Linked DNA regions of Mus musculus: regions 1 and 2 are each linked to region 3. Evidence: chromatin contacts called from public promoter capture Hi-C data. All regions are on one chromosome and are shown on one strand. Each heading gives the region's core, a stretch centred on a gene start, on an enhancer-like site or on the middle of the called end of the contact. The rest is flanking DNA. Distances are from core to core; before and after follow the strand shown. Region 1 holds the start of Ubap2 (ubiquitin-associated protein 2). Region 2 overlaps Rnf38 (ring finger protein 38). Region 3 holds the start of Stoml2 (stomatin (Epb7.2)-like 2).

Evidence for each region. Promoter capture Hi-C pulls out the DNA fragments that hold promoters and counts their contacts.
Region 1: a contact with region 3 is called in a promoter capture Hi-C map of pre-B cells, with 5 times the contacts expected there. The contact joins the promoter of Ubap2 here to the promoter of Stoml2 in region 3. A contact is called at or near these places in 2 of 39 promoter capture datasets (cranial neural crest and pre-B cells), 1 of 484 Hi-C or Micro-C datasets (B cells) and 1 of 115 datasets of contacts at active chromatin or transcription factors (embryonic stem cells).
Region 2: a contact with region 3 is called in a promoter capture Hi-C map of neutrophils, with 3 times the contacts expected there. The contact joins the enhancer-like site here to the promoter of Stoml2 in region 3. A contact is called at or near these places in 4 of 39 promoter capture datasets (HPC-7-derived erythroid cells, cranial neural crest, liver and 1 more), 1 of 484 Hi-C or Micro-C datasets (CD4 T cells), 3 of 115 datasets of contacts at active chromatin or transcription factors (pancreatic cancer cells, stem cell-derived neural progenitor cells and thymic regulatory T cells) and 2 of 9 other capture datasets (adipose tissue and liver).

What each region holds. Positions count from the first base shown.
Region 1 is chr4:41,273,484-41,276,442 of GRCm38.p6, forward strand. Ubap2 (ubiquitin-associated protein 2) reads right to left here and starts at 1,652. Exons shown (of 29, transcript NM_026872.1): 1 at 1,557-1,652.
Region 2 is chr4:44,153,781-44,156,632 of GRCm38.p6, forward strand. The region is part of intron 2 of Rnf38 (ring finger protein 38); the gene reads right to left. Among named protein-coding and RNA genes, the nearest start is that of Mir5106, 66 kb to the right of the region's middle. Within about 2 kb of position 1,306, at least 50 of the 459 cell types and tissues checked have an H3K27ac peak or open chromatin away from gene starts, as enhancers often do. A contact at or near this core is called in pancreatic cancer cells, where this site is marked.
Region 3 is chr4:43,030,108-43,032,842 of GRCm38.p6, forward strand. It overlaps Stoml2 (stomatin (Epb7.2)-like 2), which reads right to left and starts at 1,277. Exons shown (of 10, transcript NM_023231.2): 1 at 1,222-1,277; 2 at 864-1,001; 3 at 329-428; 4 at 133-191; 5 at 1-43. The coding sequence starts at 1,266. It overlaps Fam214b (family with sequence similarity 214, member B), which reads right to left. Exons shown (of 9, transcript NM_001253353.1): 9 at 2,307-2,735.

The sequences.
Region 1 (2,959 bases), core at 402-2,901, 1.8 Mb before region 3:
CTTTCTTGAAAAACTTAAGGGAGGTTAAAAAAAAAAAAAACTAAACAACAACAAAAATAAACAATTCAGAGGGCGTATTAGCATGCCCATTAATAGGAGAAAAAAAAAGAAAAAAAAAAGCTTAAAAACTTTACAATAGAAGATATAAATATAAACACTATTCACTGAAAGAGAGAGAGAGAGAGAGATCATTGTAACCAGGCACAGTAGTGTTTGACTGTAATCCATGCAAACTGAAATCCCAGCATAGAAAGACTGAAGCAAGAGGTGCATGGTGACTCATGCCTTTAATCCCAGTGCTTGGGAGGCTGATGCAGGTGGATCTCTATGGGTGCAAGGCCAGCCTGGTCTACAAAGCAAGTGGGGGACAGCCAAGGTTGTAACATGAAGAAACCCTGTAAAAACTATCGAGCGAGCGAGCGAGCTAGAGAGACTGAGACAAGAGGCTCTCAAGTTAAAAGCCAGCCTTGGCTAGGTAGTGCAACCCTCTCTCAAAAACGCCCTCCCAAAAAAAGGCATGCTCTTCAAATAAATGATCTCTGGGTACCTCATAGAATCACCTAAAAGCTCCAATTGTTACTGTACACAATTGCTGGAGAAAAGTAAAGAGTAGGCAGACTATGCACCTTGGAAATAAAGTAGAAAGGCGTATTAGTGGTAGTAAACTACGAGATTATGTTAAAGCAAAAAACTGCAGGAAGACTTCCAAGACCAACCCAAAGAGAAAACACGAATCCTAAGTGGTGACAGTTGACATGCCTGGGTAACTAAACCTGAAAATGCAGGGGGGAAGGTGGGAGAGCTGACTATGCCTGGGTAACTAAACCTGAAAATGCAGGGGGGAAGGTGGGAGAGCTGACTAGGAAAACTGAGCTGGAACGCACCAGGCTAAAGAATTTGTTTGAATTTCTAACAACGCTTTACAGTTCACAAGCACTCTTACCTCACCTTAAAGAATAAATAAACTATGACACCACCAGACTTCAATAGGGCATGAAGAGGAAACTCACAGAGTTTCAACTAACACCAAAGACCACAGTAATGAAAAGTAGTAAAATTGAACTATGCCTTCAGATTAAGTGGGGAGAGACTAGAGCGCAGAAGTTGGGCACTAAGACCAGTCCCAGGACAGGCGCCAGACTAGAAAGCTGAAAGGTGGTCCGGATGGGGCGACAGCGTGGCGGAGGAGCTCCTGCCAACGTGCAGGGACCGAGGTGGGAGAGAAAACCACACCCTCCAGGATAAAAACCCAAAGGGGGGGGAGGGGAAGGCGCCCCCTGGGGCTGGGTGGGGCCGGCCAACTAGGATGGGGGGTGGGGGGTGGAGCAGGAAGCACAGGGCAACCTGAGCGGGAGAGGAAAGAGAGTGCTCAGGCCTGGACACACTACGGAAACATGAAGCCAGCGAGGGAAGCTCGGCCCGATCCACCCGAGTAGACGCTGGGGCATCCCAAAGGGGGCTGGGAGTTCAGAAGACCTTAGCCCAGGTCCAGAAAGCATACACTGCAAGGTTCAGGGCCCTGGGAGGCAGGATGAAGGGGACCGGGTGACAATTACCGCTGCTGCTCTCGTTGGACTCGGGACCCGCCGCCGCCGCCGCTCGTTACCTGCCAATGTGCCTCTTACAAAGCGGCGGCGGCGGCAGAGGCGGCCCTGCCCGTCACGTGATCCCTACGTCACGGGAGAGGGTGGAGCCAGTACTTGAAGATTGAACGGGGTTACCCGGCTGGCTAACACAGCTCTGGGAGCTGAGCGAGAGGAACTATGTGGAGGCGGCGGAGATGGTGACATTGCTTGTGGTCAGAATTTCAGGGTCGTACTATCCGCCGCCTATAGAGAACCCACTATTAAAGCGTGCGGTCGCGCTATGATGACCTCAGAAACACTGCAAGATGCTCGATGCGTGCGGCTCTTTCGTCACGTGACATGGTGCAGCCACTCAAAGCAAGCCTGGCTTCTAGACGTTTTGAGGGCGAACTACAACTCCCAGAGTGCTGCGCGGCAAAGGCACTCTCTACGACCGCCTTTTCTCAGCGTGCTCCTAAGTACAACTCCTGATTCTGACTTATTCGAGCATCTTATGGCTAGCTTCCGAGTTAGTACCAATGGGTGCCACCTGCCAAGCGAACCAGCGTGGTTCCTGCTGGGAGGTGTAGTTCTGGCGGAGAGTGGGTCTAGCTCCCACGTTGCGAGGCTGGCGCTCCGCCCTGCCCTCTGCGCGGGAAAACGCCAACCGCCAGCTGCTGAGCCAGACACCCAGAACGTCCTCGGCTGAAGGCCACGAGACTTCAATGTAGTCAAATGTGGACTGCTTTCTGCATTCCCAACTCTCTTCTGCAGGAAACAACTACCATTCCTTGAACGCCAACGGGATGTTAGAGGTGTTCTAGCCCAAAAGGCTACTAGTATCGGACCGGTTTTGCAAATAGGAAAGGAAAAGTTATTTTCTGGCATAAGAAACCTAAATCAGGTTTTCCTTGTTGAGAAGTTACCTGATCCACCTCTTAGTAAAGATGTTAACCTCAGGAGATTAAGCAAAAGTAATGGAGTTTTGTTGTTTTTTGATTTTTTGAGACAGGGCTTCCCTGTTTTGGAACTTGCTTTGTAGACCATACTGGCCTCAAACTCACAGAGTGCTGGGAGTAAAGGCACGTGACACCACAGGCCGACTCAAATAAAGATTAATCACTAGCATATCTTTAAAAAATAAATAAATAGATAGATGTTGCGCTGGAGAGATGGCTCAGTGGTTAAGAGCACTGACTTCTCTTCCAGAGGTCCTGAGTTCAATTCCCCGCAACCACACGGTGGCTCACAACCATCTGTAATGGGATCCAATGACCTCTTCTGGGGTGTCTGAAGACAGCACAGTGTACTCACATACATTAAATAAATAATTTTTTTTTAGATGTTTAAAACACTTTAACTCCAGCCCAGACTAACCTAGCCTTATTGTGCAG
Region 2 (2,852 bases), core at 56-2,555, 1.1 Mb after region 3:
AGCACCAACAATGTCCTATTTTTAAGAAGACAAGCACAGAAAACAACTGATTTTAGGAACAAAGCAAACCGATAAATGGAGCTGAACCTAGAGTGTAATTCCAGAACTTGGGAGAGAAAGGCCAGAAGATTGGTAATCTGAGGTCATCCTTGGTTAACATAGTGAGTTCAAGGCCAGCTTATGCTACATGAGACCCGGTCTCTTAAATTTAAAAAAAAAAAAAAAAAAAAAAAAAAGCCGGGCAGTGGCTTAATCCCAGCACTCGGGAGGCAGAGGCAGGCGGATTTCTGAGTTCAGAGGCCAGCCTGGTCTACAGAGTGAGTTCCAGGACAGCCAGGGCTATACAGAGAAAACAAACCAAACCAAACCAAACCAAACCAACAAACAAACAAAAAACAAAAAAACAAAAACCTAAATGGTTACATTTGATATTTCAAAATGATTTAGCAAAATATGACCTAACCTATATTCTCTTAATGGTATTATTTAAATATACTTGTTTTTAACTCCTTTAATAAGAAAGCCCGGCTTTATAATGAGATTCCCCAAACTTTAAGAGCACCAGCACACATGCACGCATGCACACGTATGTACATATATCATGTACATGCAGAAAAGCAAGAAAATTACTTCCAAGTAGCCCAGACAAGCCTTCAACTTGTTCTATAGGGAAGAATAACTTTGAACTTCTAATCCTCCTCCTTCCTTGTTCTGAGTGTGGGATTACAGGCATGTTTATGTTGTATTCTATTACATACTTTTTTGTTTTTGAAGACAGTAGCCCAGGCCGGCCTTGAATTCAGAGATCTACCCACTTCTACCTTCTAAACACTGGAATTAAAAAGGTGTGCCCCACCTACCTAATATGAATTGCTACTTCTGATGTAAGATTCCCAGTGACACTTGGTGCTACTAGAACCAAACTCAGAAAACGACTGAATTATTAGATGGGCCTGTCTTTTCGAAAAAATTTGTTTTGAATTCTCAGGGGGTAATTCTTTTCTATAACGTTGGGCTAAGTTTTCAACCTACCAGATGTTGACAATTTAAGTGTGTAAAATGTTAAAACCTACAGCTACTACCTCTACTATCCAGAGTGGTGCAGCCTGGGAATCAAGGGTGGAAAGGAGGCAGGAAGGTGTGTAGCAGGTTCCAGCTTCTATCTGATGACTAAAACGTGCCTGGCTTTAGAAACCACTGAACGTTTTGAGGACTACATTCCCAAAGAAGGAAGGAACTGGCTTATGTTGAGAGGTGTAAAGGTTCATCTAAACTAACACGATGGGATAGAGCCACGCCCATGAGCATGTCTGAGAAGTTTCTAGATAAGGTTAACTGAGGCAAGAAGATCAAGTCTTAATACAATGCCTGGGGTTTTGGACTGAACCAAAGAAAGAAGCTGAGCAACTCTGCTTTTTTAAATGGGAGGGGTAGGGAGGAGATGGCATGGTGAGACCCCATTGCCTCCCATCCCCACTGCCATGATGAACCATAACTCAAAATGGGAGTCTACAGAGCTCTCTCCACAAAAAGCACATAAAAAAAGCAAAGCTAATCCCAGCATTGGGGGACAGACAGACAGCAGGGTGTCTGGCCAGCCAGTGTAATCTACTATGAGAAGATCTAGGCCAGTAAGACCCTATCTCAAAAGACAAGGTACAAGAAGGTTGACCTCTGCACCAACACAAGGAAAACAAGAACAAAGCACAGATACTTAACAGAGTGACACAACTGGTCACCAAAGTTCATAAATGACAAAAGCTTTTGTTCACTAACACTGGTGATAGGCTAGGGCAGAGGTTCTCAACCTGTGGGGGTCTATCAACCATTCACAGGGTTGGCTACCAGATATTTACATTATGATTCCTAACAATAGCAAAATTACAGTTAAGAAGTAGCAGTGAAATTAAGGGTCACAACATTGGGAAGAATCTATTTACTAATTAGATATAGCCCAATATATATAGTAAAGTGTTTGCCTTACAAGCTTAGGAGCTGGGTCTGAGCCCCAGAATCACTTTAGGCAGGGAGGTATGGTTGTGTTAGGAGGGCAAAGGCAGGTGGATCTTTGGGGGGCCCTGCCAACCTAGCTGCCTTGTCTCCACGCTAGTGAAAACTATCAGAAACAAGAGTAAGGATAAAGAACAATACTTTCTCTGCTACGACTGTCCTAACAATGAGCCATATGTCAAACTCCATATGTAAACGTTAACAATATAAATAGTTACTTTATGCCTAAAGGAAAGCTACGGGGAGCGGAGTTCTTGGAAAATGGAAACCTCACCTAGGAAACAGAGGGTGTTTTGAGAAAGGAGAAAAAAACAAAAAGGTTGAGCCTGGCAGCAGAGACCTGTTATACCAGCTGAACATAGCAAGTCCTTGGCTCAAAATTTTAACAAATTATTATTAAAAAAAAAAACCCAACAAATCAGTAAGTTAATTTGTAAGCAAATTAAATGAATAAATGGCTGGAGAGATGGCTTGGCATTTAAGAGCACATACTGCTCTTGGAGCCCATTATTCATATAGGTGGCTCTCAGGGTCTATTGCCCATGTTCTAGCTCCAGGGGTGGGCACACACATATACATGCCCACACACATATACATGCCCACACACATGCACACAATCATTTAAAAATATTTAGAAAGAAGGCAAAGTAAAAGGTATCTATGGAAAGCCAGTCAGGAGACTAGACTAAGGGGATGGCTTTCTGGAAATCTCCTTCTCGTGTAGTAATAAGGTTTTATTTTTATTCATTACATGTGTCTGTGGATTTCAGATTCCTTACAGCTGGAATTACAAACATTTGTGAGCTGTCTTAGTGGGAACTGGGATGCAAACTCCACTCTTC
Region 3 (2,735 bases), core at 27-2,526:
ACTGGGTGACAGCATACTCTGGGTCTTCCACACCGTAACTTGCCTGAAAGGGCAGGTATAGGATCAGAACTGAAGATGCAGGATTTTAAGGAAGAGGCAGTTCAGAAAACTAGATAAACCCAGGGCAGATACCTTGTAAGGATCCATGATGCGCAGATAAAGGACTCCATCTATTTGTAGTGTTACATTGTCTGCAGGAGCAAACAGAAGAGAAAAAAACTGTCGGTCAGACCTCTAAGTCCCAACCAGCTCTTTCTCCTAAGCCCTGGATCTATAGCAACCACATCCTAGCGCACTTAGCACATCCCTGTCACCCCATCGCTCTCACCAAGAGTTACGGCTGACTGCTCAGGCACGTTGATAACAATTTCCTTGAGACTCTGCACATACCGGATTCGGTCTAACACGGGGATCAGGACGTTCAGGCCCTGAGAAGAGGAGCCATAGATTCTCAGAAGGGTGAGGCTAGTAAACTTGAACTCTAAGCTAAGTCTGGAGTAAGTAGTAAGTCACGTATAAACATAGAGAAGCAATCCCTCCTATCATGGCCTCAAAGGCTGGGGTGTCACTGGTAGGGAAACCTAAGAGTACAAAAAGATAAGACTAGGCTTATGAATGTCAAGAATGGAAGCCAGCAAGAGCTGCTGCCTTTAGAGTATGGTAGCTCCAGGAATGAAGCCTATGGGTCACTAGGGTATTAGGAAAGCGGGGAAACACGGAGGTGGTGTTCAGGAGACTGGGCTCTGCTAGAACTGGTCCTCGCAGGTTAGAAGTGCAGACAGGCCCCGACGGAAGTCCCACTTCCACACGAGTAAACGATCAGACGATCTGGCTGGCTGAGGGCGGGCAAGAGAGGTTCTCACCGGTTCCAGGATCCGGTGGAATCGGCCCATTCGCTCCACCACCCAGGCCTCCTGCTGAGGCACAAACAGGATCACGGTGTTTCGGGGCAGTCCAGAGGAGGCGCGGCGCGGAACGCGGCCAGAAGCCTGCACCGAGCCCTGAAGGAAGACGAGAGTAGGCTGGGGACCAGGCGCGGATCCCTAAATCCCTCTCCCTAGATCTCGACACCCCCCCCAAGGGTCCCCGGAGAGTGATTCACGTGGGGACCATGACCTGTGACCACAGTCCTTCCCCCAAAGTTAGAAGCCCACTCCTTCCCAGCTCAAGACCCAGGTGATGTCGGTCCCGAGCCTCTGGTGAAGGTTGCCTCGCTCTCACCCTCAGCAAAAGGGCTCCAGTGCCCCGCGCCGCGCGCGCCAGCATTTCCCACAGCCTCGGCGACCTCCGGAACCAACGAGAGGTGGGGCAGAGCGGCCTCTTGTGAAGCCTGAACCCGAGCCCTTCCTTCAGCTGGTCCACTCCGCCCGACGTACTTCCGGCGTATTAGTCCACCCTCCCATCCCCACTAGTCGGCGTCCGTCAAATCGTTCCCTGGGAAACGTAGGCTTTGAAGAGAGAGCCCGAGAGTGCAAGTTTGTTCTGGTTCTCAAAAACTACGAAGCTCCTGGGCATTGTGGTAGAAATTGAGGCAATATTCCGTCCGCAAGTGGTACAGGAACACCGCCCACCAAATTCTGTACCCACAGCCGTGACTCAGTTTACCCTCCAGCTCGTGTATAACTGTCCTAATCTGTCACCATAACGACAATGGATTGGATTGGCGCTCAGTAGTTGCCCGTGGTTGCCATAGTGACATTCTTGGGTAGTCATGCTGTTGTGCCCAGCTCTCCCACTGGGGACTGACCCCATTCCCGTTGTCATGGTAACTAGGAGGCCTAACTTTACCTTAGGACTGGGCGGAGATTTCTCCCTTCCCTCTTTTCCCAAGGCATCAACAGCTCTTTTTCATATTTTTTTCTGAGCCAGAAACGGTCAGGCATGATCCCCTTACATACAGAGGGAAACAAAGAGCCTCAGCCTTTCATTTTTGTCTGAAACACATCAACCTTGCTCAGGTCTCTGACACTCTCTCAAATACAAGCTTTAAGAGGCCTGTATCCCCCCTCATCTCCTTCTTCTCATTCTCCTCCTCCTCCTTCATTTTACATATACAGACACTGAGGTTCTGATGGGGCTAAACTACAGAATCAGTGTAAGAATCCAGATTCTCAGAGTTTAGCCTCTGTAGCTTCACTTTACCCACCCAGCCCCCAGCACCTTATACAAAAAGGACTAAGACTATGGTCCAAGACTCAGCTCATCCCAGCCTAAGATCTCATGGGTTTGAGCTTGTTGCCAGAATTCCAGCTCCCTTTAGGCCCCACATCTCCATCCTCTTGAACACAAAAAAAAGTAGAGGTTAGTTCAAGTTTCCAAACAAGAATTTATTCTTTTTTTTTTCCTTAAAAAATGTACCAGGTACAATTTTTCCCATTTTTTTGTTTGTTTGTTTTGTTTTTCAAGTTTCAGCAAATGCTTGTTCCCCTCAGCCAAGCCCCAAGAGTTAAGGGTTGAGGCTGGGTCAGAGTCTTAAGTGAGGAGTGGAGTAACTGGGAACCATGTGACTGAATGAGGGGCACCCCTCATCCCAGCTGAGGTAGGTGGGTCAGAGTCTGGTCAGGTGAGAGGAGGTTCCCCAGTCCTTAGGCCTGACTCTGTCCCTGGACACCTTCCTCAGTCAGGACACCAAAGCAAGGAGACACAGGCAGGAGGAGAGGGACAAGTGAGTCTGAGCCCTAGGTAAGAGGTGGCTAAACCCCTGTGTTACACATACATGCACATTCTGTCTCTCT